Regions from separate parts of the Mus musculus genome. Here all the other regions are linked to region 2. Evidence: chromatin contacts called from public ChIA-PET, HiChIP or PLAC-seq and promoter capture Hi-C data. All regions are on one chromosome and are shown on one strand. Each heading gives the region's core, a stretch centred on a gene start, on an enhancer-like site or on the middle of the called end of the contact. The rest is flanking DNA. Distances are from core to core; before and after follow the strand shown. Region 1 holds the start of Ogdhl (oxoglutarate dehydrogenase-like). Region 2 holds the start of Hacl1 (2-hydroxyacyl-CoA lyase 1). Region 3 holds the start of Chat (choline acetyltransferase). Region 4 holds the start of Gnl3 (guanine nucleotide binding protein-like 3 (nucleolar)). Region 5 holds the start of Itih4 (inter alpha-trypsin inhibitor, heavy chain 4). Region 6 holds the start of Itih1 (inter-alpha trypsin inhibitor, heavy chain 1).

Region 1 (4,406 bases), core at 1,349-3,848, 680 kb before region 2:
GCCACCCAGGTCAGGAAAACAGAATACTGGGTTCTCTTCACTTGTTAAATTACCTGCCCCTTCCCAAGGAAGAAACCTAAATAGTGGGCAGGCTTTCAATGGGCCTCTCCCCAAAACCCCCCCAGGAGTTTTAAAGGTCTCCTCTACTTGTAGAGAACTACCAGGCTCCCTGCTCAGACCTACTGAGCCCCCTGCTGTCCCAGGGTCCTACCACCACAAGTAAAGTGGGACCTCTGTTGTCCTTCCTTTCCCCATGGCTTTGAGTGGGCGGTCCTCTCCTGTCCCATCCAGTCCAGCCCCAGCCTCCACGGGGTAGATCCTCCAGGAAGCAGATCCTTCCTACTGAAGACTGAGTAGTGTTCTTCTGCCTGGGGAGTCCACGCTTCAGTATAGAGTGCAGCCCTAGAACTACCCATCAGAGTCCATGGCCCTTATACAACTCCCTGACCCAGGACACTTACAGTCTAGGGTATGTGGTCTTGGTTAGAACTAGTTCCGAGTCAATGTGTGTCCAGCCAACTGTCCACCAGCTGCATCCCTCCACCCTACCCCTGCCACCAGCTAAACCAAGTCAGGATGCCACTGGCTGGAGTTCTTGCAAAGGTTCAAGTCCACCAAAGGGCAGGCATGGCTCTTCTAGGCTGCCTCCCCTCACCCTTGCAAACTCACTTGAGCTGAAGGGGCAGGTGAGTTCCTCAGCCAAGGAATGGTGATTTCCTGAGGTGACCTGTGGCAAGTCTGAATTAGAAGAAAATTAATAACTAGAAAAGACATTCTAGAGGGGGGTGTGGCAGAACTCTGAACCTCAGGTGCCCCAGGATTCCCTTCTAACATTCCAACCCCTGAGCTAATGTAGCCAGGTCCCTTAGTGAGCCACTTGGGGCTGGGTCTCCTGGAGCAGCAGTAAGTTTCCAAAGGTTCAGCATGGGCCCTAGGGTCAAATGTGGAACAACCATGGGGGATCAGCATCCGCATTCCACACAGTAAGGGTACACAGTCAGGAGCACAGAGGCGAGCACTGAACTGGAGAGTGACCCGCTGTCTGTTCCAGGGCCTGTGTCTTCCTCATGGCCGCTTAATATCTCCTTGGGACAATGCCCCAACTGCTCCTTCTGCCAGCTTTACCCCCACAAGGTGATAGGACAATCCAGGCCAGATAGGGACAAGGCCTGGCTATATCCAGCCTGGCCCAGTGTTGGAACACTGTGTTTTACAAATACAGAACGCTCTGGGCAGCCAGATACTGCTATGGCCTTCACCCAACCCGGCAGGAGATGCCAGCCATTCCTACCCCCATGCCAGCTGGGCTTGAGGACCCCAGAGCTTTGCTGAGCTCCAAATCTATAGCCAAGGCCCTAATTAACCCTGTTAGGTCCTGCTCATACAGGGCAGGATGGCGGCAAGCACACCCTAAAACGTGCCCTGTGCAAGTTTCTAGTGGGAAGATCTTGGGGGCATCCTTTTTGGAACAATGTCATCCAGTCAGAACCAGGGCAGGCAACTTAATACTAAGTCTCCTGCAGTGGTGCACAGGGGAGGGCTGCTCTGTAAACTGCCCTTGGGAAAATCAGTTAGTAGAGGTCAGAGTAGGGAGGCCCCCTTCCCTCCAAACCCTGAAGCAGCACGCAGTAGCAGAGTCTTTCTACCTGTCTTGTACTAGAAACTGAACTCACTGCCTGACTGGAAAATGTAGAACTCCAAAGAGCTAGGCAGAAGGGTGTGATGGGGGTCGGGGTGCAAGCTTACTTTCTTGACAGGGAGGAAGGAAGGGCCAAACTAAAGCCCAGAACTGGGGTGTGTACAAAGATGGGTAAGGTCTGTTGAAGGTTACTGGTGGATGGAGAGGAAATACACAGATTGGCTTGGGATTGGAGCCCGTAGGGCTGGGGGTTTCAGCGCTGGGTCTTTGCAGAGCATGGTCCTTAGGGTCAATCAGATAAGTCCTCTTAGGGCTCATCCTGAGTGCGGGAGGATGGCTGAGACCTCAAACTACTTGACCTAGATATCTGGTCGGCCTCCATTTCCTCAAGTGGGAGCACAGACCGCAGTTAAAAACAAGTATAGGGCCTGTCCTGGGACTTCGAAGCTGCTTGCATGTCCCGCCAGATGCAACCCTGGAACCTCTTCAATCTCAGTGCTGTTCTGGGCAGCCCCCCTCTCCTTGGAAGAGTACCAGGCAGGCTCCTCTCCAGGCCACTACGGCAAACAGTGGGGGGGGGGGGGGGGCTGCAGCCTTCCGGCCTGAAGCCCCACTATTGGCAAGTCACTCCTTCCCACGAAATCTGCATTCACCTGCTGACAAGCACAAAGGACCGGGGGTCCTAAGGAACGCTGCACTTAGTCTAGGGAGAGACCAAGGTCAAGTTCCCGTTCCCCACACCCCACCCCACCCCCTCCCCAAGGGCCTGGCTGAGGTTAGTGGGCAGCGCTGCCCCAGGACCTAGGATCGAGTTGCAGAGGGTTCAGCTCGCAGGAACGGGGGTCGCGCCGCCGCTCTCACCGGCTGGCCGAGGTTCCGGGCCACGCGGTCCGGGGGGCTGAAGGTCCGGGGACTGAGCGGAGGGTCACGAGCAGCGCGCTGTATCAATTACCTAGGTCACGTGACACGGCCGCCGTGAGCGCGCACCCTCGGGATTCCGCGCGTCGTGACGTCTCGGTAGACGCCCCGCCCTGTCTGCGGCCCTCGCTGTCCGAGGTGCTGACCTCCCAGATCCAAGACCTCATGTGGCCCCCAAAGAGCCAGGTGCTTCCAGATGGCCAGCAGGAGCCCAGGTCTGCCCTGTCTGAGTGACTGGAGACAGTGCTGGACCCATGAACCCCAGAGTCCTCGACCTGAAACTAAGAGGAACGTACCAGAATAAAGCAGACTTGTATGTGTGTATGGGGGAAAGATAGATTCCTCTCTATCACCCATAAAATGGGAATGCTATTAAAAGTTCTGCTGTCTTCCAGCTGTTTTGAAGAAAGGATGAAGCAGTTTATGAAAAAATGCTTAGTGCCCTACCAATTCACTTTCCAAGGGATTGTGGCCTGGTTTCCCTCTCCTCAGAGAATCATTGCCACAGACAATCTAACAAAGAATATACATTGACAGAACCTGTGGAAATTTAATCTGCACTTTTATTATTAGTGATTTGCCAACTTATGTTATTGGTCAGTTTGGAGTTTTTCTGATGTGTTCCTGCCTTTTTCTTTTCTGTATTGGGCTCTGTTTCATTTCTAAGCAAATGCAGGATACACCCGTGGCTGGAAATGCTATCAGCAGTCCTTCACAGGATTACTGTAACAGCCCCTAACTGGCTTCTGTGTTTGCATCCCTTAATCCTGACCCAGCAGAGCAGCTAGGGACTTCCTGTGGAGCACAGCTTCATGTCACAGTTTGTACAATCATCTTTCTACGTAGCTGTTTAAGATCCACTGATCCTAAGCAAACTGTGGATAATTGACCTTGTGGTTTTTTGAGTGTTCCATCTGAAGGCTCCTATATCACATAAAACCATAATCAAATGACGTTTTATGTTTGTCTCTTGACAACCTGTCCTTGATTTACAGGAGTCTGGGCCAGCATCCTTTGTGAGAAGCAGGAAAGGAATCACCCCTTTCCCTTCCCTTCAAGGTAATAAATACCTGTAATTCCAGTACCATGAAGGCTAAGGCAGGATAGTTAAGAGTTCAAGGCCAGGCTGAAATACATATTGAGAACCTGTCTCAAAACAACTCCCAGATTCTGTCCAGGAGACTCTAGGCAGCTATGAATGTCCAAGGTTGCATTTTTGAACTCCTTTTCTGGCAAGTGTGGGGGAAATGGAGGGTAAAATGTGAAAGTGTGCGTTGTCTTGAGTGGGGGGACAATCAAGCACTGCTAGAGAAGAAGCCGGGACAGATCTGATAGTGAGTTGGAAGCCAGTCTGGGAGATCAGTGGCTTGCGGGGTGTTTGGTAGGGTGTGAGTAACATGCATTTCTGGCTTTCTTGACTGGAGTTCATTGAGTAGGAAGCAGGTAAGCCGTGTTGAGAGGCACATCAGAGAAGTTTACAACTGAGAGTCAATCATGAATGAATGACCCAAGAAGGTAAGTTAACCTGTGTCCACAGGCAGGGCAACGGCCTAGCCAATCAGAAGGCTTCAGAACTTTCTGTTTGTTTATAGCCCTTTGCAAAGCTCTAAGTGGGACAAAGAGATGGATCCACATCCTGGAGGGAAGGTGAGTCACTCATAGAATGGGATGGGGAAGAGACTGCCAAGGACAGGAACCTCTGCCTGGGAAGCCTGCTGGTAGATCAGCCTTCTCTTCTGATTGTTGTTCTGCTAATTACAGCAATTGAAGCAATTATTCGGGTGCAATCAAGACTCTCATAAGGTGGCTGCCATTCTTAGGAGCCTGGGAGGACTTAAGGCAGGGACTG
Region 2 (4,976 bases), core at 2,075-4,574:
TTATTTTTATTAAAGATTTTTATTTATTATTATATCTAAGTACACTGTAGCTGTCTTCAGACACACCAGAAGAGGGCATCAGATCTCATTACGGATGGTTGTGAGCCACCATGTGGTTGCTGGGATTTGAACTTCGGACCTTCAGAAGAGCAGTCGGTGCTCTTAACCACTGAGCCATCTCTCCAGCTCCTCCTTTTTTATTTTTATTCCTGGCCTTTTGATCGCAGGTGGCATAGTGCTGTAATCTCAGGTACTCCGAAGGCCGAGCCAGGAAGACTGGATAGCTTAAAGAAACCTTGTCTTAATGTAAGAAGGCAAGCTACTTTACTAAGCTACTGGGCAGTTACTATAGAGGTATAGATAAGAAAATTAGCATTGGTCAGGGTTAAATCAGACTTCATAATCCATTAATACTATAGTGGTATTGTATACTATAATACTATATAGTAATACTATAGTGGTATAGTATAGTATATTATAGTTGGTATACTACACTATAATACTATACACATCATATGGTTGCTGGAAATACATAGTAATACTATGGTGGTATAGTAGTAGCTGCCTAGCATGCACAAGATGCTGGTTCAATCCACATAACAGAAGACATGTATTCAATTTCCATTTTCTATTAATTGTCAACCAATTTCATTTTTAGCCATTCTACAACTTGACACAGCCTAAAATCACCTGAGAAAAGAGGCTTCATAGAGAAACTCACGTTACCAGGTTGGTCCGTGGGCAGGTCTGCGAGGGCCAAACCAAGAGGAATGTTAACCAATGCAGAAGGGCCTAGCCACAAGACAGGTGTCCTGGGCCGTATGAGAAAGCTGGCTAAGCATGAGTCTGGGAGAAGCCAGAGAGTGTGCCAGCAACTAGGTTCTTCTGTGGTTCCTGCCTTCAGTTCCTGCCCTGACAACTGTCTCACAAAGATGGTCTGTGACCTGGCAGTGTAAGAAAAAATAAACTTCTGCTCCCTAGCATGCGTTTACTCCTGGTATTCTCCATAACGACAAAATGAAGCTGGGAGGACAAATAACCCTGATTCTTTCTTTCTTTAATGACCAAGCACTACATTTTGGCAAAGCGTGCACTGGTTTTCACAGGTTCAGTTAGGTTAGGTTTAAAAACGAGCACAGGATCCCTAGTGTTCTTGTGAACGGACTGAGATAAAAGTCAGAATTTGGGGGCCCACGGAGTCACTGCCTATAGCAGCTGCCTTCTTTTGAAAGTTCATCTTCCCTATGCATATTACAACTCTTTTTAAAATATGATTTATTTTTGAGACAGGGTCTTACTGTTGCCCAGGCTGGCTTCAAACGTGAGATCCTGTCTTAGCTTCCTTGAGTACGGGTCCCATAGGTCGGCCTCACCACACCCGTCTTACAACTCTTTCTAGATCATCCAGCTACTTTGAGGTTATCTTCACCCACTTGGAAGAAAGTTGTCAAGCAACTCCTCACCATCCCAGAGCTAGATCCCTAAAGCAATCACTATCTGGACTCTGAGGCCTGGATTTGCTCTGTGGAGAACAGGTCACTAATGCTATTAATTATTATTAATTAATTTAATTATTAAGGCTTTATTAATTATTATTTTTCATGTTTATGGCTTATTTGCCTGCATGTATGTCTACATAATACGTGTGTGCCTGGTGCTCTCAGAGGCCAGAAGAGGGCATTGGCTTTGCCAGAACTGGAATTACAGATGGTTGTAAGACACTATGTGGTTGCTGGAAATCAGGTCATCTGGAAGAAGTCACTGCTCTTAAACACATCTCTCCAACCCCTGCCGTCTGATTTTTAAGAAAGTTAAAATTTAGGGCCTGAGATATAATTCGGTGGTAGAGTGCTTGACTAATATGTGCAAAGTCCTAGGGTCAGTCACTAGTATTGCTTTTATGACTTATTCTTTCTTTGAGTAATTAAAAGACATGGTCTCTCTACATAGCCCTGGCTATCCTGAAACTCACTAGGTAGCCCAGGCTGGTCTCAGACTCGCAGAAGTCGACATGCTCCTGCCTCCAAGTGCTGGGATTACAGATGTGAGCCACCACATCTGGCGCTACGATGCCAAATCTCACCAAAATAACAAATAACATTTTAAGCATACTGCCAACAAAAATAACAGGGAGTATGATTAACATATTCCAAGTCCACACAGAGTGCTCTGTATAAATTACAGCGCCTGGGATCCTTACACTGAAGTTGGATGGAACAGCAGTGACTTTGCACTTGGAAGACAGTCACGTCACTTCTGCTTAATCTCTACAGGCAAGGGAAGCAAGGCCCGCTGTACCTTGAACTGCTAGGCGAAGGCAATAACCAGCTCAATGAGTTTTCTCTTTGCCAAATGGCAAAAATGGCCAGTTGAAGACTGATCCTTAATAAATATAAACCAACCAACCAACCAACCAACAAACAAACAAACAAAAGCCCATTCGATCTGAATCACAGTGATTTGTTCCCATCAGGGTCCAGTTTGCCCTTCATAAAGTGTTCTGCCAGTAATTCTGAGAAAGCAATCGGTGTTAAGGGGCCAAGAATCCACTAATGTCTACAAAGCACGCGATGCCAGGGGTCAAGCAGGCTAATCCATGAACCAGTAAGTAGAAAACCAACACTATTACTTTGGTAAAAGTTAAGCAATCATACATTAATTATTAAGCAATGGCTCTAACAGACCTTAGTGATACCCAACTGGAACAAAATAAGTAAATATAAACCAGGCAGAGGGCAGGAGCAGCTACGGTGTTAATAAGTTTATCTCTTGAGCAATTTTGGTGTCATCTCTGATTAAGAATACACCTCTGCTCACAGACTTCTGGAACGTGCACATGATGTGGGGTGCAAAACCACAGAGTTATAAAATCAGAGGGCACAGGAGCACGACACTGTACCCAAAAGCCTGTTTTTTTTCCAACTTTACACTCTCCAAGTTACCCGCGTCCCAGCAGCCTTTGCGTAGCTTGCCTCCAATCAGCGGGAAGCCCCGGCGAGGGCGGGGAGGCGCGGTGGGGCCACGCCCCCTCCTCGCCTGGTCTCTGCAGTCACCCTCCAGATGTGCCATCCCCTCCATACCGGACTGAGCTGTATCGCTACCCTAGTGGAGGACAAAACCAAGGCGAGCATCCTCAGAGATTGGGTTTCTTACCTGCTTCGCATAGGACGCGGCCTCCGGCTCGTCCCGCCTCCTGCTGATGGCGGAGTCCGGAAAAGACTGACTGGAGAATGGGCGTGCTTACATGATCGCCTCACCAAGGACTGACTTCTTGTCCCGCCCCTTCTCCCCTTTGCTTAAATCCGTTGGGCTGCCCTCCTGTCTGTCAGAAGCGGGTGTCACCAACAACAACTCTTAGGCTAGTGAAGCTGTGAGCTGCGAGAGTGCCTTGAAGTAACTTTAGGTGGAAGATGCCAGAAAGTAACTCCGCAGAGGGTAGCGACAGAAGCGAGGAGCAGGTGTCTGGTGCTAAAGTCATCGCCCAGGCTCTAAAAACTCAAGTACGATGGATCCCTCGGGTGTGAAAGGCTCTACAGAAGCAGACGGGGACCTCGCGTTGTCCTAGAGACGGAGGGCAAGGAGGCGGGGGCGGGGGTCCTGTAGGTCTTTCCTTTGGACCCCCCGGGAGGGCAAGAAGGCTGGGTCACCTGATGATAGTTGTTTGTTGCCCCTTTTCCCTCCTACCCTCAGGATGTGGAGTACATGTTCGGTGTCGTAGGCATCCCCGTGACCGAAATCGCCCTTGCTGCCCAGGAACTGGGCATCAAGTACATTGGGATGCGGAATGAGCAAGCGGTGAGTCTTGACACAGGGACCAAATGGCAGCCATTCGATGCACACAGCGTCCCATCGTTTCTAAAGCATTGCACGTACCACTGTTAATCCTCCTTGACAGGAAAATGAGAAGAGAGAGACTAAGTTAAACTTGCCCAACGCGAGTCATTTGGTAGTGGCATTTGAACTCAGGTATTCTGAGTTTGGAGCTATGCTTATACCTTTCTACCGTAGTGTACTCTGCCACATCCAAATATCAGAATCGAAAGGGGTAGTCTTACTTCACTACTAGACTGTTAGTTCTAGCAGAGAAGGCATATTGATTCATCGCTAGGTAAGTGTATTGCCAGCATCTGATGTAGTTCCTGTACATGACAGGTGTCAGAGAGTGATTAGTGATTGAAGGCCAGGACTCATGCAACATAAAGTGGAAGACATTATAGACGGCAGTGCCGTCATTGGAACTCAGGGCTCTCAAACCCCAGTTTGGTGCTTTCCCTCAGCATTATGCCTCCCTCCTTTGGGGTCTTACCTGGGAGAGGGAAAACCAAAGGACATTTTATGAACCCACTTAAAGTATTTTCTCTGGCAGCCCAGGATTACCCTCTCTTAGCAATCCAGGCAAAAATATCAAGTATCTGGTGCAGATGAAGTGGTTCAGTGAAGTTCTACAAAGCCACGTAACCTCATAACCTGAGTGTAATCTCCAGGGCCTGTATGGAAAAATGAAGGCGGTTTCTGATTTATGATTCATGTTGTCCTTGGACCTACACACACACACACAGGCTGAGTTAAATTGTTTTGGACCTACACACACACACAGACAGGCGCTCTCTCTCTCTGTCTCTCTGTCTCTCTGTCTCTCTGTCTCTCTGTCTCTCTCTCTCTCTCTCTCTCACACACACACACACACACACACACAAATAATTTAAAAGATTAAGAATTGGGGCTGAAGACTTAGCTCAGCAGTTCATAGTACTTGTTGCTCTTTCAGAGACCAGGATTTGATTTCTGGCATCCACGTGGTGGCTCCCGACCTCCCATAACTCTGGTTCCAAAGGATCTAACGATTTCTTCTGACCTTCATGGGTGGCACACACGATTCACACCCCCCCCCCACACACACACAGCTGTCCCTTCTGCTGCCGTCACTGCTGTCCTGATCCACGCTCTTGACCCCTTTTCTCTGCCATCCGATGTGA
Region 3 (4,745 bases), core at 1,641-4,140, 820 kb before region 2:
ACAGGGGAGGGGTTGGTGAGGCCTGAGAACGTTCTACCCCACCCCCATCCCCAGTGCTGGAATCCAGAGGCTCCTGAGTGTCATTGGAACTAAAGCCTGCACTTAAGTGCTTCCACAGAGACAAAGAAATCATAAATCAAGAGCGGGCAACCCCGCCCACGCACTGCTAACCACCACGCCAACCTGCTTCTCCAGACACCCAGGCAGTTTGCAGCTCAGAAATGAAGCCAGAATAGGCTGATCTCTCCCTCCACAGCAGCACCTACAGACCCATGACCCCAAGAAGGCACTGCTGCAGAATGGCTGCTCCCACCCTCTCTCCAGACTCCCCCACCCCAGAACTTCACACTCTCTACCCACTCCCCACAGCACTGATTCATAATGGAGCAGGTTTTTGGTTTATCAGACTAAGGCCACGGTGTGGCCACTGAATAAAATGAGAAGAAAGGTTGTCATCCAAAACCCACCACCCACTCTGAAGCTGTTAGGTGATAATGAAGCTCACTGAGTACCCAGCATTGAGCCCTGAGACCATGTGGTGAGTTCCTTGTTGTGTGCTGGCTGGCCCTGTGGCCAGGAGATGAACATGGAAGCCAGATCTGACCAGGATGAATTACTTCACTACGGTGTCCCCAACTATAGAAGGGTAATATGAATGCTGATAATGTGATTAAATGAGTTACTACATGCTTATCACACTGCCTGACACATTTCTAGCTTTTTTTTAATAGATCTAATAAAGAAACACCTCCTTTACTCAATCATCTTATATGTATCCTGTAGTAACAATTTCTACATTCTGAATGAAAAGGAGAAAAACATGCTTCTATTTTTCCTCCAAGACTGGATAGGAAATTTCCTCTTGCATATGAGTTATGCTCAAATACAGAAGTCTCTGGAAAGGAGTTTGCCAAGCACCAGTATGAGGGAAAAGCCACAGGCACAAAAACACGGCAAGGACTGGCCGGCCCCTGGAAGGCTTCCAGCAGCAAACCGTCCAGCACCACGGACAGTTCCAGCGAGCCACTAGGCCTGGAAGGGAAGTTGTCCTTCTGGCCTGGCACATCTGGGAGAGGGAGCCTTTTGCTGAAGGGGGTCTGTCTTCCCCTGACTGTGACCCCTGTATCCTTCAGATGTAAAAGCTCTGCCTTCTTATTTGGGAGCTAAAGACCTGGAAGAATCCAGCCCATTGCCTTCCTCACTCCAGTTTTTATGCCTCTTGCCCTTACCCTGCCAAGGTGTGCCACACTGCAGATGGAGTGATAGAGGCATAATGAAACACAAAGAAAAGGGAGGTGGCATGAAGACCATGAAGCAGGTCTTAACAGCCTGGAACCAGATGTGCCAGGGCATAAGAACAACTTCCCTGTGGGGGGTGTGATGGGGGCAGATAGCATCTTTGCTGTACCAGGATTGAGGAAGGATGAAGTAAGAGTATACCCATGGCCCTGGCACAGAACAAGTGAGTCCGCATCTTGTCATAGAGGAATGGAGGAGGCGAGAGTTGGGTGTGAGTCCCAAAATGAACTGGCTTCATTCTCAGGAACAGCTAAGGATTATTATGTGGGCTGGAGAGCCAAGAGACGAGGTCTGCAGCTTGCTAGGACTGGGAAGTTTATTTTTTGGAAGATTCTACTGTCTGTTAACCACTAGAGAGAAAACTGCTGCCTCCCGTGTCATCCTGCCTCCTGATTTTACTCAGACGGCGCGACAATATATGAATAAATAATCGTTACCATGTAGGGTGTGGAATACCTCTTTAAAAACCATCAGTGTAGCTTTTGTAGAAAAGTCAGAGGAACCCAGAGTATTCTTAAACTAGAGTGTCTGGAGAGCCAAGCAGGTGACAGAGTACATGGAGCAAGCTGAGGGAAAGCGAGTCTCTGGAGTATGTGCTATGAACAAAGGCAGTGGGATAATATTTAAAGTCGTTTTGCTGCACTTTCAGCAGTGTGAATTTTGGTAACCTCTTGATGAACAGAGGCCAAGTGGGCCAGAGGTAGGGCAACTGTGACTTGCCCAACATTATCCAGAGCCACAGCTGTCCTCATATTTAGGCTTCTTCCCTCATTTTAAGGGCAGCTGGGCCATCACAGGGCATGTGACTGGGCAGCTCTCTACTTAGGTGAGTCTCCTCCTTTCAGGAGTACCTGTGTACGGGGTTGAGAGGTTGGGCTAGACCACTTGAGTGCTGCCTTCTCTCCCTGACTCTGGTCTCTGTCACATCATCTTGCAGCTGGCATAAGAAGAGAAGCCAACTTTCCAGCTCTTTCTGTATCTTCTACCAGCTCGGACAGAGACCAGGCTCACAATGCCTTCCCACTCGAGGGATAAGCCAGAGAGTCAGGATGGCCCTGGTGTCTGTCTGCTCTTCACAAGACCCTCCACTGTGACATGAACACAGGGCAGAGCATGTCACAGCAACAATGGCAAATACTGATGCTTCTCATCATGCGTGTACCACACCCTAAGCTGTAGGTACTCCATTTTACAGATAAATAAAGGGACAGTGGGGGCAGAAGGAGAAACAACGTCTCCCTTGGCACTGTTATCTAGTAAGTGGTAGCTCTGGAAGCCATCCTATTTGTCTGCCTCTGGAGCCCAGATCACGATGTCTCCTTCCCGGGTGGGAAGCCCAGTGGAAGAAGCTAAATCCGAGGCTAGCTTGGGATCTGAAGGCTCCTGTGATTCCGCAAGACAGGGAAAGTCCAATCTCAACGTCACCACCACCTCCAATCTCAGCTGACTGGCATCCTCTCTCCTTCCAGTCTGTGGACTGGAACTCGGGCCTCACGTGCCATCTAGGGTCAAAACTCTTCTGAGGACACACTGGGCCCAACGCATAGGCTGATCTGTTCAGCCTGTCGCCTGCAAATCAGGACGCTCAGCGTGTGCAGCCCTCCCGGAAGGAAGGTGAGCCTTCCTAAGCCTCTACTGACAGCAAAGCTGCAGAGGCCCTGCTGCGTGAGACCCAGAAGCTTCCACGCCACTTGTGAGCCCCACTCAAGACTTGGAGGCGGCCGGGGTGGGGGTGGGGTGAGGAAATGCAGAAAAGTGGGCGGAGGCTCTCAAGAGCAGAGGGAGGGTAAGGTCTGGAGAGAAGAGGGCCAGGGAGGAGTTAGAAAGAGGAGTGGGAGAGTAGAAAGGAAGGGAAAATAGGCGGAGCTGGGGGGGGGGGGGGGAGAGACCCGCGCCCGGAAAGCCGAAAAGGAGAGGCCAGGTAGGGGGAGGTCAAAAAGTGTTAGTTTTGACTTCCAGGACCCTGGGTGCAAAGAACGACTCCTCCTCTCAATACTCAAACCCTTAAAGACTGGAATTAGCTGCTAAGACTTTCTGCCTAAGGGCAGGTGGGTCGGAACCAGACCCTGAAGGCTCTGTACCTTCCCCCTCCCTTCCCGGAGGAGGGGATGAGACGGGCTGGGGGCGGGATTGAGGAAGGGGGTTGCTTGCGCTGTGCCTCTGGGTCCCGGCTGCGTGTTCCAGCTGCGAGAACAGATGGAGGCAGCGCGGCTCACCTCGGGGGCTCCGTGCCCGCTGTGCGCCGAAGTCCAGGCTGAGGAGGAGGTCTAGAGCCCCCGGCTCTCCCGTCTCCCACCAGGCTGCGGGGAACCGGCTGCCGCACCCCTCCTCCCAATTGGGGGAACCTCACCCCTATAGGTCCCAGAACTGGGGGAAACATAGGGCCGGTTCCTTCCACTGCTCACCCATCCCCAGGGGCTTGTCTAGGACTACAGCTCGCCAAGATCCCCTTCCCCTTGCTCCCAACCTGGAAACATCTCGGAAGCGGACCCCTGCCCGGACGCGCCCCGCCCCCGGCCCCCGGCCCCCGCCCCGACGACGTCCTATTAGCATGAGCGACGCCAGTGGCCCGGGCACCACTCGGGGGCCGAGACTCACCGCGTCATAGCCCCAAGTGGAGGGAGAAAAAAAAAAAAAAAGAGAGGCGGCGGTGGAGGAAGAGGCAAGAGCGGACGCGCGGGGAGGGCTGGAGAGACGGCGGGCGGCGGCAGCATGCCCCTGGGCGGGTGCACACGGCCTCTCTGCGCGGCAGGGGCTGCTCCTGCTCTCTCTGGGCACCGCGCGTCCAGTCTCCCGCCTCAGCCCCTCGGCTTGCCGGCCTCCGCGGTTGCATCCGAAACAGCGGCAACTGGTCCCTGGAGCATCTAAGAGCAGCGGCGCCGCGCGGGACAATCCTTGATTTTTTTTTTTTTTTCTCCTGAGCTCGGGGATATGAACCCCACAGCCACCTGAAGCACAGGGGGCGCTACGCGGCTAGGACCGCGCCCCCGAAGTACCGTACCCTAGCCTCTGCACTGCGGGACGCCGACACCCGACTCCGGTGGAGGCATCTTAGGAAGAGCAGCGGGTAGGGGCATGGAACCCACCGCGCCAACCGGTCAGGCCCGGGCGGCGGCCACCAAGCTGTCGGAAGCAGTGGGAGCCGCGCTACAAGAGCCCCAGAGGCAGCGGCGCCTGGTGCTGGTCATCGTGTGCGTTGCACTGTTACTGGACAACATGTTGTACATGGTCATCGTGCCCATTGTTCCCGACTATATCGCTCACATGCGCGGGGGCAGCGAGAGCCCTACCCTGATCTCTGAGGTGTGGGAACCCACCCTGCCGCCGCCCACTCTGGCTAATGCCAGCGCCTACTTGGCCAACACCTCGGCGTCCCCGACGGCTGCCGGGTCGGCTCGGTCAATCCTGCGGCCTCGCTACCCCACAGAAAGTGAAGATGTGAAGAT
Region 4 (4,501 bases), core at 883-3,382, 620 kb after region 2:
TTCAATTTCCAGCAACCACATGGTGGCTCACAACCATCTGTAATGGGAACTGATGCCCTCTTCTGGTGTGTCTGAAGACAGCTATGGTATACTCATATACATAAAATAAATATTAAAAAAAAAATATGGAACTGTGTAAGTACCTAGTATAGCCAAATACCTGACAACATACTTTTAGTATTCTGTGTTTTTTAGTAATATTCAGCATTGTAACAAATACTTAAAACAAAAATTGTGGTAATAAGTAGGCAATTACCATCCTACTTCTCACAGGAAAACCACCTTCACCACTGCCACTCAGAGCCTTTAATATTTACCTACTCCTTATGTTATCTTTTGTTGTTGTTGTTTTCTCTCCTTTTCTTTTTGCAACAGGGTCTCATCCATACCATATTAGTCTTGAACTCAGGGCTTGAATTTCTGAGCCTCCTGCCTCCACATGCTAAATGCTGGGATAGCATGTACCACCATGTCCAGTTTATGTAGTATACGGACCTGAACCCAGTGCTTCACAAATATACCAGATTCTCTACCAACTCAACTACAGTTCAACCCAACTATCTTTCCCATAAATGGAGTGATATAAAAATGAAGAGGTAACCAAGTCAGCACTCTCTTTCATGATGTCTGATGTCTTCCTAACAGTCTACTAGACGGGTCTATAGCATGGGGATTTGGGGAATGCACTAGTACTTGAGCTACGTTTCACACTCTAAGGTGCATCTGCACATACAGGTGTTACTGTTTTAATCCCAAACATGTCTTCAGCAGTTACTATCCTCACTTCCCCCACCCTCCAGCAGTGGCACACGCCTGTAAACCCAGCATTCAGGAGACTGAGGCGGGTGATCCAGAAGTCTGAGGTAAATCTAGCAGCAAAGTAAGGCCACTTCAAAGATAAACGAGGATACTTTCCAATCTTTCATTTTGGATCTTAAAAACTACTAAAGCAAAAGCTATGTTCCTCAACATCTGGAATCCAATATGCTTCTGAATTACTTTGGGGGGAAAAGCCTACTACCAAATGGGTTAAGAAAGAAACGTATAACCACTTTTTTGTTTTAATGGCAGGTCTCACTATGTAACCCAAGTACACTGGAACTTGCGATACTCCCAACTCAAGAGCTAGAACAGGTGTTTTCTACTGTGCCTGGCTCCTACAGTAAGTTTTGAAAAGTTTGGATTAAGATAGCATATTCCACCATACGCTTCTATAGTTAGTCCTCGAATTCCTACATCCGGTCTATTGTGTATTTGTCATTTGTTTTCCAGGAATTTTATATTTTTGTCCCCCCTTTGATATCAAATTTTCTTAAAATAAGACTCACTTCTTCAGAAAACAAAATTTTGAAACGGAAAATACTTTTAAAACCAGAAAATACAGTTTACAAAAACTCAACTCGTCGTGACGGTACAAATGAGAAGCTTAAGTACCTAGCCTGTAAATAAGTAAGTCTCTCTGACAAAAACAAAAAAATATTCCGTTTGGGCGATCATTGGGAAAGAAAAAAACAAAAACAAAAACTCAATAGGGAGTTTTTTGCCGAACGCACAAGAAACCAAAAAAAAAAAAAAAAAAAAAAAAAAAAAAAAAAAAAAAAAGAGGCCTTGAGAGGCGGAGGAAAAGAAGAGTTCGCCCGACCTGTCACTGGTTCTGGGGCTAAAGGAAACGTTGACAGCTTTGAAGGCGGCCCGCGACGGGCGGGAAAGAGCAGCGAAGGGAGTTTCCGGGCCCTGCTCTGCCTTTGTCCCGGCGGCAGGTGCGGCCGGGCTGCTGGGCCCTGTCCCGAGGCCCCGCCGCCGTGCCGTGCCGCGCCCCGCCCCGCGCCCTGCCCGACCAGCGCGTCCGCACCACGGGGCGGGGCCTCCGCCGCGACTCCCGCCCGCCCGCCCGCCCGCCCGGGCCGACACAAAGGCCCGGCAGCCGGCCGAGGAGGGGCGGCCCCGCCCGCCCCGGGCCCGGCCTTACCCCGCCGCTCCGCCGCCTGCAGCCCCGGCTGCGGTCCCCGACCGCCGAGCCCCGCCCCGTGGCCGCCACGGCTGCTAGCGCTCCTCTGGCCGCGGCCGTCTCTCCGGCACCCGCCGCCCTCACCGCCCTCACCCCTCCCAGTGCTGCCGTAAATCCAACCTGTGGCCGCCAGGCGAGCCCGGCTCGGCGCGACAGTGTATGTGTGTGCGCGCGCACTCGGCCCGGCCCCGACACACTTTCCGGCAGGTCCTGGAGCGCGTGACGTTGAACCGCAGTTCCAGTTCGCACGTGGCGCCCGAGAAGTCGTGGTGATCCCGAGACCTCCTCTGCTCCTGAAGCGTCCGCGGCCAGGATGAAGAGGCCTAGTGAGTGGGGTCGGGAGCGAAACGCGCGGGTGGTGCTTTGTGGCTGGAGGGAGAGGACTCTCCATAGGCCATTGATGAGTTCCGCGTAGATCTGATGCTTAGAAGGCCCAGACCCAAATTTGGCCTGTTGTATAGCAGGAGAGCTAAGCCCTTGAGAGGAAAACCGAGCCAGATTTCTGTGATTAACGTGTTTGAGCCTCTTTTCGAGCCTGCCGTTTTCCTAGAACTATTCAGAACCATGGTCTTTCGGCCTTGGTGGCACGCGCCCTAATCATGTACACGAAGGATGACGCAGTAAGATAGAAAGTTTGCAGCCAGCCTGGGCTGTATACTGAAACCATGGCTTAAAAATTAAAAAAAGAGCCTGGCCGTGTTGGCGCACGCCTTTAATCCCAGCACTTGGGAGGCAGAGGCAGGCGAATTTCTGAGATCGAGGCCAGCCTGGTCTACCAGGACAGCCAGGGCTACACAGAGAAACCCTGTCTCGAAAAAATAAAAATAAAGAAAGAAACCTTGATATTTGTAGTGCTTTCCTCTAGAAGCTGCTTCCATTGTGGGTCCACCGAGTCGAATTGACTGGCGTTGTGGTGTGATTTCCATTAAATACCCTGCATAACTTTGCAGGGACGGTTGAGGCAAGATCTATGTTGCCCGGGATAGCCTTATTGTTGTAGGCCCCCATGGCCTGATAAAACAATCTCTTGAGGGCCAGGAATATGGCTATAAACACTTGCCACTAAGCCTTACTGTCAAGAGTTCAAACTCATATGATAGGTAGAACTGACTCCTGGAAATTGCTTTCAGACCTACACACAAAATAAGTAAATGAAACATTTTGGGTATGGAGTGAAGACCCAGGGTTGTCCCAGCCCACGTGGCAGCTCCATGCTGTCTGTAGAAGGACAAGTGATGAAGCCCTCTTGTGGCTTCCTTTGCAAGAACACTACATGCACGTGGTTGGTCTGCTGACAAGAGAGGGCAAAACATCCATATAGGTGATGTGAGAAATTTAAAACACTCACTGCTCATGTGTGCAGTCTTTCTCTTTCTTTGTTTTGGCAGAGTTAAAGAAAGCGAGTAAACGTATGACCTGCCATAAGCGATATAAAATTCAAAAAAAGGTAAGTGTTCTGTGAGGCCCATAGCAAGTGGGGTGCTAACATGGCTTTCTTCATCTCTGTGGGGAAGGCTCTTGTCATGGTATAGGATTGGACAGACTGCAGCTGTGGGAAAGTACAGGGTAAACGAAAGCCTCAAGCTAGCACACTGGCATCTTTACAGAGAGCTGCAACACTTTTCTGTTTTTTGTGTACATGTTAATTCCCTGTATAGTTCCAGTTGAAGTTCTGCTTTTCTAGGGTGCTTCACATCCATTATAAATTGCGGATAGGCTGGCTTGTTCCCTAAGTTCTCAGTGCTTATGTATTTTTGTAGGGCGAGTTGTTTCTTTTGTATTAATACTGAGGATTGAACCAAGGCAAGTGCCTTCCGACCTCATAGAGCTGTTTTTAATAGGTCCGAGAACATCATCGAAAATTAAGGAAGGAAGCTAAAAAACGGGGTCACAAGAAGCCTAGGAAGGACCCAGGTGTTCCAAATAGTGCTCCCTTTAAAGAGGCTCTTCTTCGTGAAGCTGAACTAAGGAAACAGCAGGTAATTTTTGCTGGCTGAAAGCTCCAGTAGAATGATATATGTGGTTTCCAAAGCAATACACTGCCACCAGTCACTCGCTCATTCCTCTCTTTCACGTCTCTGACACAGCTTGAAGAACTAAAACAGCAGCAGAAACTTGATAGGCAAAAAGAGCAAGAAAGGAAAAGAAAACTTGAAGTTAGCCCTGGTGATGAGCAGTCTAATGTGGAAACTAGGGAGGTAAGGTTATCTTTCCTTAAAACTTGCGTTCCTTGGGAGTAACAAAACGTAGGCTTTCTCATCCATTTAAAATATATTGCCTGTAGTGATCTGTGGGAAATGTTGATATACTGGTAACAACTGCTGTTTCTAATTTTTCTTCCTTTTAGGAATCTGACGAGCCCAAAAGAAAGAAAGCCAAAGCAGGCAAACAGAATCCAAAGAAGTTACATTGCCAGGAACTTAAAAAGGTACCTTAGTATAGGTTAGTGTCAAAAATGATCTAAGATTTTTGAAAACTTAGTCCTTGACAGCT
Region 5 (4,735 bases), core at 517-3,016, 750 kb after region 2:
CCTGTGTCAAAGCTAGCATTGGCCTAGGCTTGGACTTCTGGAAGGCAAAGACTCCAAGACAGTGTGGTTCTTGGTCTGTCACCTAGCAGTACTTAGTGAGGAGGCAGGATGACAGGCGGGACCGAGGCATCTCTGGGCTTGATAACATCTTGTTCCCTTTGAGGCTGACTCATGGAACAGAGGTCCTGAGTGCCCAACTTGTGGAACTCCATGTCTCAGGCCCAGGGGAGATGGACTTGCAGGACTGGGTTGTAGAAGAGGTACGGAGACACCTACATGGAAAAGTTGGTGATGAAGGCTTTCCTGGGTAGCTCTACTTGGAAGGTCGCTTCTTGAACAGCATCGGCTCTGTTGACCACCCGGCTGGTGACAACAGTATGGGCAAATCGGGAAGAGACCCGGGAGTCCACCGTGAGGCTGTAGATATCGATGCCATTCTGGACAAGGGACAGGGAGGAGGGCTGAGTTGTTTACCTGCCACCCCCCAACCCAATTTTTCAAGAGTAGGCTTCGAAGCTGGTCCCAGACCAACCTCCACCCTTCATCTGGCCCGGATACTGTTTAGGCCTCAGACAGAAGTCATCACACATCTCAGTGAAGCTGAAGGCAGCTGTGGACCTCGTTCCCCACAAGACAGCCCCATAGAGCAGACCTACAGAGACCTCATGGGAAACAAAGCGCCCAGGCTAACAACGCAAGCCTGGACAAAGCACACTTCTCATCTCGGCAGAGGCGAGGGGCTCAGAGTCGGGGCCCTGTGTGCAGGTTGAGATCTGCCTAGTATGAGGGGTCTTTGATTTTTGGAAACTCTGGCCTCAGTGAAAGTGGGAGAACACTCCTGCCACTCTCCTATCAGATAGTCCTGGGAATCTGTTGACAATCAGGTTTCTAAGGAGCGATGCTCTTCTTCGTCAATGTTCCCTGCAATGGACTCTCTGCCCTGACCCCTCCACTGGGTACTGCTCGACACATACACGGTTTACCCCAAGGCTGGCATGTCCTTAAGAAAAGGCATGTGCACACACACAGCCCCGTTCCTCTACCTGCTCCATGTGCCATGCTGCACACACACAAACTGTTCAGATACTCATGGTTACCTGCCCCAGTTTAGGACAGAGTTTAGCAAGCATCAGCTCTGTACCATGCATGTGTGGCACTAAACACTTCCCAGGTATCATAAGCTTGATTATCAACCAGCACAGCACTCAGACTATGTTTTATTATCACAGTCTTTCAGATGAGGAAACTGATAGGTAGACCATGTAAGTCATTCCCAGAGGTCACTCATCTAGAGCAGAAGCGCTGGGCTTATACAGCCACATCCCGACTTTCTTGGCTCTGCTGTCAGCCTCAAGGGGCAACTGGCTCTCCTCTTTCATCTATAAAGTGGCAAGAATAGGACTATCCCATCTATTAAATGAAGGAGCCTTAAGGATCTCTGGGTACTGCCTGGTTACCCAGCGATTAGCAACATGCCCTGCACACACACTGACCTGCACACCTGCCTACTTAATTACATGCATACTGAAGAGGCACCCCTAACTTTCCAGATGTGTCTGCTCATTACCCAGCTTGCACCACACTCACACAGGTAGACACAGAGGCACCTATGGGTACTGCTACCTTCTCGGCAGTAGTGGTCGGAAGCACAGCCAACAGTGAAGGCAAGAACAGCACAAGGTTCCACATGTGGGCAGGGGCAGGGCTCTTCATCTGCCTTCAGTTGCCCGCCAGACTGCTTCTGAGCCCTGGAGCAGGTGGGTTATAAACTGGCAACTTGCTGGTTGGCCAGCCCCTGCTGGTGCAAGTTCTCGGAAATGCAGGTTTCCAAGCCAAAAAATCCCAGAGGCCTCAGATAAGGACACAAGTGACCTATGTCCAGTAAACTTTGCTGATAGAAGGACATACCCTGGGGAGAGGCAGCTGGGCATTAGCAGGCCTTCTGCTAGCTAGGTTCAGAATTCCAGAGTCACAACCTGATGTAGACATCCATCATGATGTGTAGGGCCAGAGGCACCCAGCAGTGAGGCTAGTAAGCTCTCAATGAGCCCAGGAGGAAACATAAGCTTCCGTAGAAAGACCAGGGCTGGAAAAAATACCCTAGGTGGCTTCCTGGAAGAGACAGGGCCATATTAACCTGGTAGGTAGGCATGCCCGTGGGATCCCTGAGACACCGAGAGGACCACAGACGCATCTGAGGACATTAGCAAGATTGGGCACTTTTTGGAGCAAAAGATGCTGGGTCCAGAAACCCCTGTTCACTCTCTGGTACCAGGCTGCTCCATGGGTCCTATTAGTATAACCAGGCTGTAGGTTCAAGCCAAGCAGACTCTCGAACAGGTCTGCAATTTGACAATACGTTAGAGTTGTAAAGATGCATACCCTGAGCCTAGAGGTGTGATGTTGGACAGTCTATGCAGGAAGGTGAGGCACAGGGATAGAATTCCTGAAAGCTGTGTACAGGTAGAGTGTGGGCTGACTTTGTCATAGCAGGCCCTTGAGAGCGGCCCTTAGGTGCTGCTAATACCTTTTCTCAATATGTCCTTGAGAAAGTAGAAGCACTGATTTATTTTATTTTATTTTTTGTTGATTTTTATTTACTTTCCATCTCGGTTGCAGCTTCCCCTCCCTCCTTTCCTTCCAGTCCCTCCCTCTCAGCTCATCCCCAACCCACACCCATCCACCCCTCCTCCCCTTTCTCCTCAGAAAACAGGAGGCCTCCCGTGGATATCAACCGGTCTTAGCACACCAAGCTGCAGGCTTATCTTCTTCTTGATCTTAGCCATTCTGAAGGAGCTGGAATTTCAGAGTTGTTTTGATTTGCATTTCCCTGATGACTAAGGATGTTGAAAATTTCTCTCTCTCTCTCTCTCTCTCTCTCTCTCTCTCTCTCTCTCTCTCTCTCTCTCTCCTTCCTTCCCTTCCTTCCTTCCTTCCTTCCTTCCTTCCTTCCTTCCTTTCTTTCTTTCTTTCTTTCTTTCTTTCTTTCTTTCTTTCTTTCTTTCTTTCTTTCTTTCTTTCTCTTTTTTCAAGACAGGGTTTCTCTGTGTAGCCCTGGCTGTCCTGGAACTCACTCTGTAGACCAGGCTGGCCTTGAACTCAGAAATCTGCCTGCCTCTGCCTCCCAAGTGCTGGGATTAAAGGCATGGGTCACCACTGCCTGGCTAAACATTTCTTTAAGTGCTTCTTGGCCATTAGAGATTCCTCTGTCTAGATTTATGTATAGATCTGTACCCCACTTTTTAATTGGGTTATTTTGTTTGTTGACATCTCACTTTTTGAGTTTTTGTATATATTTTGGATGTCAGCCTTCTGTTGGATGTGGGGTTGGTGAAGATCTATGCCCATTTTGTAGCCTGTCATTTTGTCCTTTTGACAGTGTCCTTTGCCTTACAGAACTTTTCCATTTCATGAGGTCCCATTTTTATTTTTTAAAGGATTTTACTTGCCGGGCAGTGGTGGCACACACCTTTGATTCCAGTACTTGGAAGGCAGAGGCAGGCGAATTTCTGAGTTTGAGGCCAGCCTGGTCTACAGAGTGAGTTCCAGGACAGCCAGGGCTATACAGAGAAACTATGTCTCAAAAAACAAAACAAAAAAACAAAAAGAGAAAAAAAATTTTACTTATTTATTTATTTGATATATATGATGAGTACACTGTAGCTGACTTCAGACACACCAGAAGAGGGTATCAGATCCCATTACAGATGGTTGTGAGCCACAATGTGGTCGCTGGGAATTGAACTCAGGACCTCTGGAAGAACGGTCAGTGCTCTTAACCTCTGAGCCATCTCTCCAGGCCAAGGTACCACTTATTAATTGTTGATCTTAGTGCCTGGAATGTTGGTGTTCTATTCAGGAAGTTGTCTCCTGTGTCAATACACTTAAGGTTATTTCCCACTTTCTCTTCTATCAGAATTAGTGTATCCGGTTTTATGTTGAGGTCTTTGATCCACTTGGACTTGAGTGTTGCGCAGGGTGATAGATGTGGATCTATTTGTAACTGTCTACTTGCAGACATCCTGTTAGACCAGCAGTGTTTGTTGAAGACGCTTCCCCCCCCCCCCTTGTATGGTTTTGGCTTGGCAAAAATCAAGTGTCCACCGGTGTGTGGATTCACTGCATGTTCAATTCCATTGATCAACCTGTCAGTTCCTTTACTAATACTGTGTAGTTTTTATTACTATTGCTCTGTAGTACACCTTCAGATCAGGGATGGTGATAACTCCAAAAGTTATGTTATTGTACAGGATTGTTTTAGCTATCCTGTTTTTTTTTTTATTTTTCCATATGAAGTGAAGTTGAGTATTGTTCTTTCAAGAACTGTAAAGAATTATGGGTTTTTTTTTGTATTTTTTTTTTTTTTTTGAGACAAGGTTTCACCATGTAATAGCCTTGCTGTCCTGGAACTCACTTTGAGGAAAAGGTCCTCGAACTCACAGAGATCTGCCCATCTCTGCCTCCCAAGTATTGGGATTGAAAGTGTTTGCCACCATGCCCAGCTGGTTTTGTTTGTTTTTTGTTTTTGTTTTGTTTGTTTTTGTTTTTGTTTTTCAAGACAGGGTTTTTCTGTGTAGCCCTGGCTGTCCTGGAACTCACTTTGTAGACCAGGCTGGCCTCAAACTCAGAAATCCACCTGCCTCTGCCTCCCAAGTGCTGGAATCAAAGGTGTGCGCCACCACTGCCCGGCTTTGTTTTTTAATTTAACTTTTTGTTGATTCTTTGTGAATTTCAC
Region 6 (4,459 bases), core at 1,340-3,839, 700 kb after region 2:
CTGATCCTCTTGCCTCAGTAGCTGGGACTGCAAATGTATACCACAGTAACTAGCTCTCAGCATTCCAGTCTTGGGCACCTCGGTGTTTTCCATCCCACAAGCTAAGGGTCTACAGATACTCCGTCTTAGTTTTTTTGAACTGTCAACTTGACAAAGCTTAGAACCACCTGAGTCTCAGTTGAGGGATTGCCCAGAGCAGATTGACATGTGGTAGTGTCTGCAGGGGGTTGTCTTGATCGTTAATTGATGTAGGAGGGCCCAGCCCACTGTGAGCAGCACCATACCTTATGCAGGTAATCTTCAGCTAGCTAAGCATGGGTCCATGAGTGAGCCACCAGGTAGCATTCTTCCATGGTTTCTGTTTCACGTTCCTGCTTGGAGTTTCTTCCCTGGCTTTCCTCGATGACGCCTTGTAACCTACCAGCTGAAAACAAGCCCTCCTATCCTCTAGTGTTTGTAACAGCAACAAACTGAAACTAGAACCCACTGGTTCCATCCAGTTGATCCTGATCACTTGCCAAAGTTCCTTCTCTCCCAATGTTCACTTTCCCAAGTGTCACACTTCCCCAGACACCTTCTGATTCCCACGGAGATGAGTTCCCAGGGTCTACAGATCTTTAGGCATCCCCAGCCTCCAGACAGTCCCTAGGATTCACTGTTCCACTGGTTTGTCTCCCTTCCCGATCATATCAGGGCAACTAAGTTCCATCATCCTTGCACCCCAGCTCCTACCATTGTGCCCAGCCCACCAGGCTCTTTTTGTGCTGCTAAAGAACAAAACAGACCCTCAAATGTACAGAAGCATGCTGACCTGTCTAATCTTCCACAAAGGCAGAAAACAGGTCAGAAGGTCACCCTGCCCCAAGGCCAAAACCCTTTTCCCAGAAGCTGCCTCTGGGAGACAAAGTCCAGGATAAGCAAACAGCTCTTCTGCAAGGTCCCCTTCATCTCACCAGGGTCACATCCCAACCCAGGTCATAGAGTGACCTAACCAAATGACTGCAGCTGTCCAGTGGATTGTCGGGGACAGGGTTTGCACATAAAAGCTGAGCCACTTGTTGGGCAAGCCAGGCCTCTGAGGACTCTCCCCTCTGGGGTCTCCACTCTGTTTTCCCGGCTTTGTGTCTCAGGGCATATGCCTACCTCTCTACATGATGGGCGCTGGAGCCTGAGACCTCAGTTCAAGTGTGGCTGTCCCAGAGACACATGACTAGACCTTAGACAGTAAAGAACAACTGCTCGAGGCTTCCAGAGGCCTTGATTCTAAGAAGGTGCTGCCATTGGTGTCTTCCATGGTGACAGCATGCTGGCCTGGTGGGAGCAGGACAAAGCTGACTTCTGTTTTTCTTTCCAAATCCAGCAAGAAGGTCAGCGAGATGATGCAATACGCCCGGAGCATGGGTCACCGCTGTGCTTCCCCCAAGCCTCCCGAATCATCAGAACCAAATGTGTCACTGGGTGTCATAACACCCAGTCACATCTGTGGCCAAAGCATGACTGGAAAGTTTGTTGAAGAATTCTGGACGAAAAGCTTCATTAAGCTTAGAAATTCTATTGTATCGCCTCTGTCCTCTTGCCAAAAGTTAACTGTATATGAGACTGGTGCTGCCTGGTACTTGAGACAGGAAAGGAAGCATTTGAGGGCTCCACAAGCCTTCTTGACGGAGTGCAGATAAATACACAAGGGCAATCTGGAGTCTGGCAGGGACTTTCCACAGCCCTGAGCTGCCTGTTTACAAGAAGAAAGTAGTAACTGCCATGGTTTTAAAAGTTATTTTTCCTACATGTGGGCCTATGCAGTACCCACAGAAACCAGAAGGGGGTGGCGGTTCCCAACACAGGGGCTGACAATTAAACTTGAGTCCCCTGGAAAGGCAGCAAGACCTCTCCGCTGTTGATCCAGCTCAGCACCCTTCCTCACCCATGTTTAAAGACAAGATCTCATATAGCCCAACTGGTTTCCCAATGTAGCTGAGGCTTGTCTTGAACTCATCCTCCTGACCCCACCTCCCTAGTGTTAGGATTGTAGGTGTGTGCCACCAAGCCTAGCTGCCATGAACACTTTTTGTTGCTTTCTCTCTCTGTGTGTCTGTCTCTCCAACCATCTCTCTCTGTATGTGTGTCTGCCTGTCTTTCTGTCTCTGTCTCTCTGTCTCTCTGTCTCTCCATCTCTCCGTCTCTCTCTCTCTCTGTCTCTCGGTCTCTGTGTGTGTGTGTGTGTGTTTGTAAGTACATTCATGCCACAACCCATAGGTGGAGGTCAGAGGATAACTTGAGGGAGTTAGTTCCAAACTCAGGTAGTCAGGCTTTATGGTAAATTTCTTTACCTGCTGAGCCATCACCCAGGATCTGCAAACTTTTTCTTCAACTTCACTTAACATGTTGAGATATATATATACATATTCCCCTAGGAATTAAATCCAGAGCTTAGTGCATGGCACCTACCAACAACGGTAGACAAACCATCTACCAGTGAGCTACGTCCCAGCTCATTGATTCCCTAAACCCTGCTATTTGCCTCCGCTGTGTCTAATGTTTAAACTGTGTTTGTCCAGCACAGTATTAACTAACAGTCTGAGGGAAGTGACGGGGAATTGAGAGCCTGGAGATCATGGAGGGTGCCACAGGGCTCCGGGTGCTGCTGTGCTTGCTGCCGCTCCTCACTCTGCAGGCCAGGCCTGCTTTGGGCTTGGCAACAGGCAGACCCAGGGGCAGTGAGGTATGTGAGTAAGCCCTTAGCATAGATAGGCAGTTGTCCCTGCACTGGGCCCCGGGGCTGCAGCTCCTGCATCAGGGACATGAGCCTCCCTCACCCACTGATCATTTCTTCTTGAAGAGGAAGCCTCCCAGCGGCAGGAGGGAGGTGGAGGAGGAGAGCACACAGACCCCATTCCCACCCTTAATAAATGGATCAGGGTCCCTGAGCGTCCCCACTCACACTTAGTGGTGGTTTTGTTTTGCAGAAGCGACACGCTGTGGACACTGTAAGTTATTTGGCCAAGGGGTCCAAGATGGGGCCCTTACTACAGGTTTGCTTTTTCCCATCCCTGTATGCCTCTGTCAGTGCAACAGGCAGGGGGCTCCCATCACTTGAAATGTGACCTCATGTCTCCAGCAAAGAAAGAGGGTCTTCTTGGGAGGTCTGGTGTATTCTTTGGGAATCTGGGCACTTTGCTCTAGAGTGGGTAGAGTCCATTATTATTATTATTATTATTATTATTATTATTAATTATTATTAGTATTATCTTCAGTCAGTCAATGGTGTGTCCATCAAGAGCTTGAAAGTCAATTGCAAAGTCACCTCTCGCTTTGCCCACTACGTCATCACCAGCCAAGTGGTCAACAATGCTGATAAAGCCAGGGAAGTGGCTTTTGATGTGGAAATCCCCAAGACAGCCTTCATCAGTGACTTTGCCATGTGCGTGCGTGCCCTGTCTAACTCTTACACTCTACTCCACTTGTGTCCACTCACCTGTTCAGCCTGAGTTCAGAGTAGTGAGATCTCACTTGGGTCATGGCCAGCCCCAGCTTAGAGGGGTAGGAGGAAAGAGGTCCATTAGAGGTCTCACCTCCCACCTTACACAGAAAATCAGAGCCTCTGACTGCTTGTTTTCAAAGCTTTTGACTTGGGGAGCAAATCCAGTGAGTGATGTGGCCTCTGTGACTATGGTTATCTACTGACTTCCTATGGGTCCTCTCAGCAGTGGACAGTAGAGGCAGCAGACAGCAGAGACTCCCTTTTCAAGGAGTTGTGTGGACAGGGTCCTAGGCTCAGAATACTCAGTACAAAGGACAACCCAGGCAGTGAAGTCAGGCCACCACTACTGGGGGCTTTTCCCTTTCATGCAGAACATCAGATGGGAAGGCGTTCATTGGGGACATAAAGGACAAAGTGACTGCATGGAAGCAGTACCGGAAGGCAGCCGTTTTAGGGGAGAGCGCTGGCCTTGTCAGGTAAGTTCCAGGCCTTAGTGGCCAAGCTTCCAGGGCTCTCCCTTCTGACCATCCAGGATGGAGCTGGGGACTGTGAGGAGGGAGCACCTCCAGGAGGATGGAAGCTTGAGTAAGCCTGTCTAAGCTGGCATCTGGGGCTAGGGTGGGGTACATCCTTGAGCTCTTGCCTTGGGGGGGGTGGTGTGATAATAAGAGGAACTGGTTCTGAGGGACAAGCTTTAGGTGTTGAAACTGTACATGTCACCCTTTGCCTATTGCTGCCTCTGGTGACATGTTCAGAGCCTCGGGCAGAAATATGGAGCAGTTCACCATCCATATCACTGTTGGAGCCCAGAGCAAGGCCACGTTCCGGCTCACCTATGAGGAGGTACTAAAGAGGAGACTGATGCAGTATGACATCACCATCAAAGTCAGACCCAAGCAGCTGGTACAGCATTTTGAGGTACTTTGCAAGTTCCCAGACAGGATTCCTCACGTTCTTTCTCCCACCCCCAATCCCACACCA

The links. Promoter capture Hi-C pulls out the DNA fragments that hold promoters and counts their contacts. ChIA-PET counts read pairs in DNA pulled down with a chosen protein or histone mark. HiChIP or PLAC-seq counts read pairs in DNA pulled down with a chosen protein or histone mark.
Region 1: a contact with region 2 is called in an H3K27ac HiChIP or PLAC-seq map of embryonic stem cells, with 2.9 times the contacts expected there. The contact joins the promoter of Ogdhl here to the promoter of Hacl1 in region 2. A contact is called at or near these places in 2 of 39 promoter capture datasets (embryonic stem cells and stem cell-derived epiblast-like cells) and 2 of 115 datasets of contacts at active chromatin or transcription factors (astrocytes and embryonic stem cells).
Region 3: a promoter capture Hi-C map of neural stem cells shows a contact between it and region 2. The contact joins the promoter of Chat here to the promoter of Hacl1 in region 2. A contact is called at or near these places in 5 of 39 promoter capture datasets (embryonic stem cells, neural stem cells, pre-B cells and 1 more), 2 of 484 Hi-C or Micro-C datasets (embryonic stem cells and pro-B cells) and 2 of 115 datasets of contacts at active chromatin or transcription factors (embryonic stem cells and large pre-B cells).
Region 4: an RNA polymerase II ChIA-PET map of memory CD8 T cells shows a contact between it and region 2, with 12 read pairs. The contact joins the promoter of Gnl3 here to the promoter of Hacl1 in region 2. A contact is called at or near these places in 4 of 39 promoter capture datasets (liver, neural stem cells and pre-B cells), 3 of 484 Hi-C or Micro-C datasets (CD4 T cells and CD8 T cells), 4 of 115 datasets of contacts at active chromatin or transcription factors (bone marrow-derived macrophages, hepatocytes, large pre-B cells and 1 more) and 1 of 9 other capture datasets (liver).
Region 5: a promoter capture Hi-C map of liver shows a contact between it and region 2, with 2.5 times the contacts expected there. The contact joins the promoter of Itih4 here to the promoter of Hacl1 in region 2.
Region 6: a contact with region 2 is called in a promoter capture Hi-C map of liver, with 2.6 times the contacts expected there. The contact joins the promoter of Itih1 here to the promoter of Hacl1 in region 2. A contact is called at or near these places in 2 of 39 promoter capture datasets (hematopoietic stem and progenitor cells and liver).

What each region holds. Positions count from the first base shown.
Region 1 is chr14:32,320,211-32,324,616 of GRCm38.p6, reverse strand. Ogdhl (oxoglutarate dehydrogenase-like) reads right to left here and starts at 2,598. Exons shown (of 24, transcript NM_001081130.2): 1 at 2,501-2,598; 2 at 670-738.
Region 2 is chr14:31,639,313-31,644,288 of GRCm38.p6, reverse strand. It overlaps Hacl1 (2-hydroxyacyl-CoA lyase 1), which reads left to right and starts at 3,324. Exons shown (of 17, transcript NM_019975.3): 1 at 3,324-3,500; 2 at 3,691-3,795. The coding sequence starts at 3,411. Btd (biotinidase) reads right to left here and starts at 3,232. Exons shown (of 4, transcript NM_025295.4): 1 at 3,154-3,232. The coding sequence starts at 3,164.
Region 3 is chr14:32,464,054-32,468,798 of GRCm38.p6, reverse strand. Chat (choline acetyltransferase) reads left to right here and starts at 2,890. Exons shown (of 16, transcript NM_009891.2): 1 at 2,890-2,992. It overlaps Slc18a3 (solute carrier family 18 (vesicular monoamine), member 3), which reads left to right and starts at 3,949. Exons shown (of 1, transcript NM_021712.3): 1 at 3,949-4,745. The coding sequence starts at 4,375.
Region 4 is chr14:31,016,762-31,021,262 of GRCm38.p6, reverse strand. It overlaps Gnl3 (guanine nucleotide binding protein-like 3 (nucleolar)), which reads left to right and starts at 2,132. Exons shown (of 15, transcript NM_153547.6): 1 at 2,132-2,334; 2 at 3,397-3,455; 3 at 3,850-3,987; 4 at 4,096-4,206; 5 at 4,356-4,436. The coding sequence starts at 2,322. Pbrm1 (polybromo 1) reads right to left here and starts at 2,125. Exons shown (of 33, transcript NM_001081251.1): 1 at 1,970-2,125. RefSeq lists an enhancer at 1,394-1,422.
Region 5 is chr14:30,883,507-30,888,241 of GRCm38.p6, reverse strand. It overlaps Itih4 (inter alpha-trypsin inhibitor, heavy chain 4), which reads right to left and starts at 1,766. Exons shown (of 23, transcript NM_018746.4): 1 at 1,624-1,766; 2 at 277-437. The coding sequence starts at 1,713.
Region 6 is chr14:30,941,419-30,945,877 of GRCm38.p6, reverse strand. It overlaps Itih1 (inter-alpha trypsin inhibitor, heavy chain 1), which reads left to right and starts at 2,589. Exons shown (of 22, transcript NM_008406.3): 1 at 2,589-2,719; 2 at 2,964-2,984; 3 at 3,252-3,418; 4 at 3,850-3,954; 5 at 4,234-4,396. The coding sequence starts at 2,612.